Regions from separate parts of the Salmo salar genome. Here region 1 is linked to region 2. The links are chromatin contacts, called in public Hi-C maps. All regions are on one chromosome and are shown on one strand. Each heading gives the region's core, a stretch centred on a gene start, on an enhancer-like site or on the middle of the called end of the contact. The rest is flanking DNA. Distances are from core to core; before and after follow the strand shown.

The links. Hi-C and Micro-C count contacts between places; a contact is called where the count stands out from the background.
Region 1: a Hi-C map of muscle shows a contact between it and region 2, with 5 times the contacts expected there. The contact joins the promoter of LOC123727709 here to the enhancer-like site in region 2. A contact is called at or near these places in 2 of 3 Hi-C or Micro-C datasets (gill and muscle).

The regions. Positions count from the first base shown.
Region 1 is chrssa16:45,233,911-45,239,251 of Ssal_v3.1, forward strand. It overlaps LOC123727709 (extensin-like), which reads right to left and starts at 1,418. Exons shown (of 2, transcript XM_045696676.1): 1 at 1,385-1,418. The coding sequence starts at 1,418.
Region 2 is chrssa16:45,154,780-45,160,161 of Ssal_v3.1, forward strand. The region is part of intron 8 of LOC106574073; the gene reads left to right. Among protein-coding and RNA genes, the nearest start is that of LOC106574072, 25 kb to the right of the region's middle. Within about 2 kb of position 1,977, at least 2 of the 13 cell types and tissues checked have an H3K27ac peak or open chromatin away from gene starts, as enhancers often do. A contact at or near this core is called in muscle, where this site is marked.

The DNA.
Region 1 (5,341 bases), core at 168-2,667, 79 kb after region 2:
GTGTGACTGACACACATGCAAGAACACAGACATACACACACGCAAGAACACAGATACACAATATATTTGCTCAAAGACACACATGCACACACATACTGCCAGCCCCTCCTACAGCAAATACACACAAACACATCACCTCCCCAAATGTATGGTCCCTACTCCCCCCTTGTCCTTTCAAGACCTTGAATGGACCCCAACCCCCACACACCCCTCTCTATTACACACACCTCTGTTACACCCCCCCCTCTCTATTACACCTCCCCTCTCTATTAAACACACGACCCTCTGTTACACACACCCCTCTCTGTTACACACACACACACCCCTCTCTGCTACACCCCTCCTCTCTGTTACACACACACCCCTCTGTTATACACACACACACACACCCCTCTCTGTTACACACACACACACACCTCTCTGCTACACCCCCCCTCTCTGTTACACACACACCCCTCTGTTACACACACACACACCTCTCTATTACACACGCACACACACCAGCCCCCCAAGGAATACGGGCAAACCTCCTGCCAGTAGGCAGTCTCTATTGTTAAAACGCAGCCACATTAGCAGGGAATGTTAAGCACGGCTCATAAAGGCGTCCGCATGCTTCAAATCAAATCAAACTTCATTTGTCACATGTGCCGAACACAACATGTGTAGACCTTACCGTGAAATGCTTACTTACAAGCCCTTAATTAACAGTGTCGTTCAAGAAAGAGCTGGGCAGCTCGCGGCTGGATTTCCCTTTGTAGTCCGTAATCTTTTTCAAGCCCTGCCACATCCGACGAGCATCAGAGCCAGTGTAGTAGGATTCAATCTTAGTCCTGTATTGATGCTTTGCTTGTTTGATGGTTCGTCTGAGGGCATAGCGGGATTTCTTATAAGGGTCCGGATTAGTGTCCCACTTTTAGAAAGCGGCAGCTCTAGCCTTTAGCTCAATGCTTCCCAGCCGAAACAGTTCAAAAGTGTTTGTGCATATATCATAACGACATTTTGTGACTTTTTTGTTAGTTTTGGACGAAGTCGATAGCCTAAGATTACGCCCCTTCGTCGGTGATTGGTCAACTGTAGTGATTTTTCAATAAAGTATTTGTTAACGTTCAACAAAAGACAACTCCTTTTCATGCACATTTTTTCATTGAGAAATGCTGGACCAAATATCTTAGTTAGATGTAAAATTGCGCAACTAAGATCTCCTCTGCAAAAACGTAAAAATTAATGGCAGATTTCTTGAGTTATTTTAGATTAATTTGGACTATTTTGAGGCAGTGTATACTGGCTATGGCATCTCAAAATAGACAAACAGTACTATTGCCGCCTTTTTCAAGCAAAGGTCTTTTAAGGGAGAATGTGAGCACACTCGTTACGTTCAACTAACCGAGTTTGGCTAGCCGCCAGCTGAACTGAAGCATGCTGACGCCTTAAGCCCATTCACACATGTACACACACACACAACCATTTTTTAAAATGTATTTAACCTTTATTTAACTAGGCAAGTCAGTTAGGAACAAATTCTTATTTACAATGACAGCCTACCCCGGCCAAGCCCTTAACCTGGACAACGCTGGGCCATTTGTGCGCAGCCTTATGGGACTCCCAATCACGGCTGGTTGTGATACAGCCTGGAATCAAACCAGGGTCTGTAGTGATGCCTCTAAGACTGAGATGCAGTGCCTTAGACCGCTGCGCCACTCAGGAGCCCTTAAAACTGAGCCCATGCATTTCCATGACAGCTAATATTAGCCTTTCTGTTGATAGAATCATTCCTTAACACGTTTTCATCTTTAATGAACGTTACGCTAAAAGGATCGACACAAAATCACTTGGCTTATGCCTTTAAAAGGATCGACACAAATTCACTTGGCTAATGCCTTTAAAAGCCCCAAATGACCTAGTAAGTGCTGTAGGTTTGAAATGAACAAACATGAAGTCACGCAATATGTCTACGCGTGGAAAAGTGTGTGGGTGTGTGAGTGAATATTGCCCAGCACAGCTGTTCCTCTACATACTAATGGAGGGAATGATCTGTGACACAGCTCTCATTAGCATGTCTGACTGCCAGGTACAAAACACAACACAGCTAGTCATTACACATCAACTGTGAGTGTATGTGTATGTGCATGTGTGTATATGTGTGTGTGTGTGTGTGTGTGTGTGTGTGTGTGTGTGTGTGTGTGTGTGTGTGTGTGTGTGTGTGTGTGTGTGTGTGTGTGTGTGTGTGTGTGTGTGTGTGTGTGTGTGTGTGTGTGTTTCAGAGCATTTTCAGTGTGTGTGTGTCTGTGTGTCTGTGTTTGGGAGGGATGTGTCAGATATGCATGACTCTGTCAGTGAGTCATTAGCGTGCATGTTTCAATGTGTACATGTTTCTCTGTGATTCAGTGTGTGTGTGTGTGTGTGTGTGGTGTGTGTGTGTGTGTGTGTGTGTGTTTCAGAGCATTTTCAATGTGTGTGTGTGTGTGTGTGTGTGTATGTATGGCAACATCTCCCGTCTCTGCGTGTCTGTCACAGTGTGGCACACAGAGGATGGCACATCCCCCAGAAGGTTAACTAACTCCACGCCTGTCAAAATACACTCCTACCATATCCATCTCCCCACAGAGCCCACAGTCACACACACACACCCCTCCCCCCACCTAGACACACTCCCCTGAGGGCAGTGCGATTGGGAGCCAGAGGCGTCAGAGTTCAACACCTGGGACACACACACACGGACACACACACGGACACACACACGGACACACACACGGACACACATACGGACACACACACGGACACACATACGGACACAAAAACACCCCCCATCCTCCTTGCCTCAAGCCACTGTAGATGTAAACACATGGGCTAGACTCTGTGTCTGTGAATGTCTCCATGCTATAATATCCCTGATAACACACACATACACAAGGTAACAGTGGAGTGGACGGCTGCATCCCCGCACCAGATCCAGTGTGGTCTGCTAGGTATTTATAGAAGAGCACAGCAAAGGAGAGGAGCCGACATCACTTCCATGAAACAGAAACACACACACAGAGAGAGAGAGAGAGAGAGAGAGAGATAGATAGAGTAGGCGTTGATGAATCATACTCCTAGAACAGGAGGGAAAGATAGAGAACACTCATTTACAGATGCCTCCCCTCTCTTTTCATCCCTCTCTCCTCTCATTCACCCACCCCCAACAATCCACACATAACCTCTTCAGAGGAGAGAAAAAACGAGGGATGACTAAAGCCTGTAGGTCATGTCCTGCCTACGTCTAGAATTATACAAAAAAGGAAGGGGAGTGGGGCGGCGAGATGCTATTAAACCATTATGCAACTGTAATACAACCATAGTACCCAGGGGTAAAGTAGCATTGGATTTCCTGCTAACCCCATTGACTTCTGAGAGAAACAACATGATGCTAAGCATCATTCAGCATGTAAACACTGCAGGAAAACCCCACACCTCCGCCCACTTACACCACTAAACCAATAAAGAGGGTGTGTGTCCTGAACGCAGTACACTGACCCCATTTAGCCGTGTTTGTTTGTTTAGGAAACACATGAGCTCATTGCTGCATCTTCTAACGACTAAGGCTAAAACCTCTCAGCGGTATATTAGTACCCCTTAGAGAGTGTCTCTGTACACATCTCCAGTCCATAAAGAAATGACAGACTGTTCTCTACGGACAGTAAAGCTCCTTTAAAACAACAACAATACCACAAAATAGTCGCATGAAAAGGAAATAGGATCATTGTGAACCTCTGATGTCTTGTAAAAATAAACGGAGCGCCATGCTTCACTGTGGAGAAAGTGGCAGTTTGGAGCACAGACAGGCATAACAACAGATCCACTTCCTGTGTAAAATAGAAAGAAATCATAAGTACATTGTCATGAGAGATTGAGTATGACAGAAATATGACAAGTGATTTCAGATTTAATTGTGGGCCTATGGTCCCCTTTAGTTTTCTGAAATACAATTCCTCAAATGTGTACAGTATTTGAATAAAGGGCGAATGGACAAAATGCGCTTTAACTTTTGACAACCAAATGCCTGTGTCCACTTGGCCGGCTTGCTTACAAAGAGTAAGAACCTGCTGCTAGATGTCCCTGTGTCTGTCCCTGTGTCTGCCTGTAGGTTTTGTTGAAGGTGGTAGAGAGCAGGAAGTGAGGGGTGGGACTAATGGACCTGGTTTAAGTGTAAAGAATGTCCTCTGAGTGAAACCAACTTTCCACCTTGAGGGAGCTCAGCTTACTATCCAGCGAGTCAGAGGACAAAACTAGGAGACTGCATGGCCATATATGGTACACAGACCAAATAAAACCTGCAAAAGAGAAGCAAAACCACAAAACATGATGCATATCGCCATCTAGTGGACATCTAGAAACCTTCAACTGAAATAGATCAAAATCAAATTTGATCAAATCCTGTTTTTTATACAAAGAAATATTTTAAAATAGACTTTTATGGAAAGTTGATCCGTGTAATCGGACCAAATCCTGGTCTGGTCCTGAGTAGAGCAGGAGAGGCGCATGCCACTGCCTGGTGAGCAGTGCTCGACTTGGGCAGGAGCACACCGGGGCAGGAGCACACCGGAGCTGAGTACCGGCACTTAAAATGTTCTACTGCATCGCAGTGCTTGAGGCGTCACTAAAGACCAGGGTTCAATCCCAGGCTGTGTCACACCCGGCCGTGACCGGGAGACCCATGAGGCGGCGCACAATTGGCCCAGCGTTGTCCGGGTTTGGGGAGGGTTTGTCCCATCGCGCTCTAGCGGCAACTTGTGGCGGGCCGAGCGCCTGCAAGCTGACTTCGGTCCCCAGCTGGATGGTGTTTCCTCCGACACATTGGTGCGGCTGGCTTCCGGGTTAAGCAAGCAATGTCAAGAAGCCATGCAGCTTGACAGGGTCGTGCTTTGTAGAACGCATGGCTCTAGTTGCAGCGATGGGACAAGACTGTAACTACCAATTGGATCTCATGAAATTGGGGAGAAACGCGGGTAACAGTAAAACAAATGAAAAATTATCAACTGCTTCAGCTCCTGTTCCTCTTATAGAATAATTAGCTCAAAAGTATTGTGGAACTCCTGCACCAATATAAACGGTACCAGCACCCAAAATGAGTACCGCAACCTATTTCAGTCCAAATCAAACACTGCTGGTGGCAAAATTAGGTCACACTGGCAAGAAAGGGAAAGAGTTCAGCACATAATTCTTTTTACATAATGATTCTCAGGCCATGTGTACAGCTGTTTCCGGAAGGGTGGGACTCAACAGCAGCCCCCAATTCAAACCCTCTGTAACACCAACAACAAACACTGGAATGCTAGAATAGGCAAGCCATTTGTATACCTGG
Region 2 (5,382 bases), core at 727-3,226:
CTCTTTCATGTTGGCAAAACAGTCTATGGCCCTGTCATACAGTACACTTTAAGTTTTGTTCTCATAGGCTACGTAGCTAAAATGCATGCTAGCCTGCCTTCCTTGCATGGGCAACAATGAACCAGCTATGTTAGCTAGACTACACATTGAAATTCAGTCGTATCTGGCCAGTGGCACAAACTATTAATTTATGGTTAGATCAGAATCGGCGTCATAATCATTGGCTTGTACAGAGAATTCTACTGAACAAAATATAAATGCAAAATTGTAAAGTGTTGGTCCCATGTTTCATGAGCAGAAATAAAAGATCCCAGAAATGTTCCATATGCACAAAAAGCTTATTTAGCTCAAATTTTGTGCACAAATTTTAGTGAGCATTTCTCCTTTGCCAAAATTGAGGAGTATTTCTTTCTGTAATGAAGCCCTTTTGTGGGGAAAAACTCATTCTGATTGGCTGGGCCTTGCTTCCCAGTGGGTGGGCCTATGCCCTCCCAGGCCCACCCATGGCTGCACCCCATCCCAGTCATGTGAAATCCATAGATTAGGGCCTAATTTATTTATTTCAATTGACTTATATGAACTGTAACTCAGTAAAATTGTTGAAATTGTTGCATGTTGCGTTTTAGATTTTTGTTCAGTATAAGTCAAAACCGCAAGTCCAAATCCACATCTCCATCCATGGCTTCGGAAAGGGCCAATTTAGCATGCTAGCTACTGCAGGATATCAACACAAGCAGACAAACGGACACGTTTTTCTGAATATTACATTTTGCAAAGGAAGTGATTTGATTTGTCTGAAGCCAAATCCAAACTGGCCTCCCTTGGTGAGTGTTTTGCTACACCTGGACAACCCACAGTTGAGCTCAGCTAATTATTTTACCCAAAAATGATCAAGGGAGGCCAAATGCTTGCTGGCATCAATCAATCAAATGCTACGGCAGCAACATGTTATGCTCTTTTGGTCCAGACAGCATCAGATACATGGGCTACAAGTACTGAGACAGAGGGGCGCTGGTTCCTCGCTCGGATGATTTCTCCGGAGAGAATCAGCCACTTGCGAATTGATGGAAAATTATGAAAACACAGAGAGACGAAAGATAAATTATTTTATAATGTTTATTGGTCAAATTTTGGGGGAAGCCTGGCTTCCCTTGAGGTCCATGAATACATGTCACTGGGTATAACATAAACACACACACACACTAGAACTATGACATCAGCAACATACAAATAGGCAACTGTTGCAGAAATAACAGTTAATCTAAAATCCAATCTGTCACAATGCAAAGCTTGCACATTGATCTTCTCTAAAGTGGCACCTCATGTCAAAACATTATGAATGAAGTCAACATGGATCCTTCCTGACAGGATGTTACACGGATGGCATGTGCTCAAGGCTCCCTGGAATCTCTGGTATGCATGGATGGCTGCCGTGTGTGTCGTCCATTCGAATAGTTTCCATTCACTGGGTCTGACGGGGTGTTCGGAGTGGACAGATAAAAATAGATTGAGTGCAGTGGTGCTGCCAAAGAAAGACATGGAATTCAGAAGACTATTGCAACATCTTATGATGGATTTGGGAAGGTGGCTTGGAACAGTGATGAAATTGAACATCAACTGTTTGGGTGATGTTGTTGACACTGCCTGTGTTAGTGACAGTGTGTTTGTTTATTAGTGTGTGTGTGTTTAAAATTTGAAAGTCACATGCACAACTACAGTGAAATGCCTTTCTTGCAAATTCAAAACCCAAAAATGCAATGTGTGTGTGTGTGTGTACATGTACGTGAATGGGTGTGTGTGTGTCTCTACGTGTACGTGAATGTGTGTGTGTGTGTGTGTGTGTGTGTGTGTGTGTGTGTGTGTGTGTGTGTGTGTGTGTGTGTGTGTGTGTGTGTCCCAGCAGCTGACACACTAGAGACCAGAGAGGAGGACATTTCAGAGTTGCACTTAACTCACCTTCATGGAGAGGCAGAAACCTGATAGGCTAGGAGTATGACACAGCCGTGCTATATATGGGCCGCGCTACATGGCTTTCTATGGGGAGTTCTGCCATAGAGACCTTAATATAGGAAGCAGACCATCTCCATTCAATGACTTCATTATTTACATTATAAAACTGGAAATGGCACAAGGCAGCAGACCATCATTTGTCTCTCCATTCACCTACATGGCTTATTACTGAAATCAAATGGCATGTTTGCTATGGTATGAAAGGGAGACACCTAATCAGTTATACAACTGAATGCATTCAACTGAAATGTGTCTAATGGCAACCCAGCCCCTCTGAATCAGAGAGGTGGGAGGGGCTGCCTTAATCGACATCAGCGTCATGTAGACATGGGTCAAAATATCCCCACTGGGCAACGATGTCAATTCAACGTCTACTCCACGTTGGTTCAACGTAATTTCATTGAAATGACATGGAAACAACGTTGATTCCACAAGGGTGTGCCCAGTATATATTGATTGAAACCCTATTGGCCATACTGAATATGATACTCTATACAACAGGATTACCTACGCTCATCCACAAGTATCGTACAGGTGATCTTAGGTCAAAGGTCAAAGAGTTCCAGTAAAAAGAACCAGCAAAAAGTAATGGGACTTGATGAAGACCTGGGAGTCAAAACGTGTTCAGGAAATCAAATCAAAATCAAATCAAATTTATTTATATAGCCCTTCGTACATCAGCTGATATCTCAAAGTGCTGTACAGAAACCCAGCCTAAAACCCCAAACAGCAAGCAAAGCATGTGAAAGAAGCACGGTGGCTAGGAAAAACTCCCTAGGATAAACTCCCTAGAAAGGCCAAAAACCTAGGAAGAAACCTAGAGAGGAACCAGGCTATGAGGGGTGGCCAGTCCTCTTCTGGCTGTGCCGGGTGGATATTATAACAGAACATGGTCAAGATGTTAAAATGTTCATAAATGACCAGCATGGTCAAATAATAATAATCATAGTAGTTGTCGAGGGTGCAACAAGCACGTCCGGTGAACAGGTCAGGGTTCAATAGCTGCAGGCAGAACAGTTGAAGCTGGAGCAGCAGCACGGCCAGGTGGACTGGGGACAGCAAGGAGTCATCATGCCAGGTAGTCCTGAGGCATGGTCCTAGGGCTCAGGTCCTCCGAGAGAAAGAAAGAAAGAGAGAAAGAGAGAATTAGAGAGAGCATATTTAAATTCACACAGGACACCGGATAAGACAAGAGAAATACTCCAGATGTAACAGACTGACCCTAGCCCCCCGACACATAAACTACTGCAGCATAAATACTGGAGGCTGAGACAGGAGGGATCAGAAGACACTGTGGCCCCATCCGATGATACCCCCGGACAGGGCCAAACAGGCAGGATATAACCCCACCCACTTTGCCAAAGCACAGCCCCCACACCACTAGAGGGATGTCTCCAACCACCAACTTACCGTCCTAAGACAAGGCCGAGTATAGCCCACAACGATCTCCGCCATGGACAACCCAAGGGGGGGGCGCCAACCCAGACAGGAAGACCACGTCAGTGACTCAACCCACTCAAGTGACGCACCCCTCCCATGGACGGCATGGAAGAAGACCAGTAAGCCAGTGACTCAGCCCCTGTAAAAGGGTTAGAGTCAGAGAATCCCAGTGGAAAGAGGGGAACCGGCAAGGCAGAGACAGCAAGGGCGGTTCGTTGCTCCAGCCTTTCCGTTCACCTTCACACTCCTGGGCCAGACTATACTTAATCATAGGACCTACTGAAGAGATAAGTCTTCAGTAAAGACTTAAAGGTTGAGACTGAGTCTGCGTCTCTCACATTGGTAGGCAGACCATTCCATAAAAATGGAGCTCTATAGGAGAAAGCCCTACCTCCAGCCGTTTGCTTAGAAATTCTAGGGACAATTAGGAGGCCTGCGTCTTGTGACCATAGCGTACGTGTAGGTATGTACGGCAGGACAAAATCGGAAAGATAGGTAGGAGCAAGCCCATGTAATGCTTTGTAGGTTAGCAGTAAAACCTTGAAATCAGCCCTTGCTGATCACCTGGGAGTATAGATTGCAGTGTGTATACTGTAAACTCTATATGGATGTATCTGAGCCTGTGTCAATGATTGCAATGTTTGCCTTATGTGGCACGGAATTCATATATATATATATATATATATATATACTGCTCAAAAAAATTAAGGGAACACTTAAACAACACATCCTAGATCTGAATGAAAGAAATAATCTTATTAAATACTTTTTTCTTTACATAGTTGAATGTGCTGACAACAAAATCACACAAAAATAATCAATGGAAATCCAATTTATCAACCCATGGAGGTCTGGATTTGGAGTCACACTCAAAATTAAAGTGGAAAACGACACTACAGGCTGATCCAACTTTGATGTAATGTCCTTAAAACAAGTCAAAATGAGGCTCAGTAGTGTGTGTGGCCTCCACGTGCCTGTATGACCTCCCTACAACGCCTGGGCATGCTCCTGATGAGGTGGCAGATGGTCTCCTGAGGGATCTCCTCCCAGACCTGGACTAAAGCATCCGCCAACTCCTAGACAGTCTGTGGTGCAACGTGGCGTTGGTGGATGGAGCGAGACATGATGTCCTAGATGTGCTCAATTGGATTCAGGTCTGGGGAACGGGCGGCCCAGTCCATAGCATCAATGCCTTCCTCTTGCAGGAACTGCTGACACTCCAGCCACATGAGGTCTAGCATTGTCTTGCATTAGGAGGAACCCAGGGCCAACCGCACCAGCATATGGTCTCACAAGAGGTCTGAGGATCTCATCTCGGTACCTAATGGCAGTCAGGCTAACTCTGGCGAGCACATGGAGGGCTGTGCGGCCCCCCAAAGAAATGTCACCCCACACCATAACTGCCCCACCGCCAAACCGGTCATGCTGGAGGATGTTGCAGGCAGCAGAACGTTCTCCACGGCCTCTCCAGACTCTGTCACGTCTGTCATGTGCTCAGTGTGAACCTGCTTTCATCTGTGAAGAGCACAGGGCGCCAGTGGCGAATTTGCCAATCTTGGTGTTCTCTGGCAAATGCCACACGTCCTGCACGGTGTTGGGCTGTAATCACAACCCCCACCTGTGGACGTCGGGCCCTCATACCACCCTCATGGAGTCTGTTTCTGACCGTTTGAGCAGACACATGCACATTTGTGGCCTGCTGGAGGTCATTTTGCAGGGCTCTGGCAGTGCTTCTCCTGCTCCTCCTTGCACAAAGGCGGCGGTAGCGGTCCTGCTGCTGGGTTGTTGCCCTCCTACGGCCTCCTTCCCGTCTCCTGATGTACTGGCCTGTCTCCTGGTAGCGTCTCCATGCTCTGGACACTACGCTGACAGACACAGCAAACCTTCTTGCCTCAGCTCGCATTGATATGCCATCCTGGATGAGCTGCACTA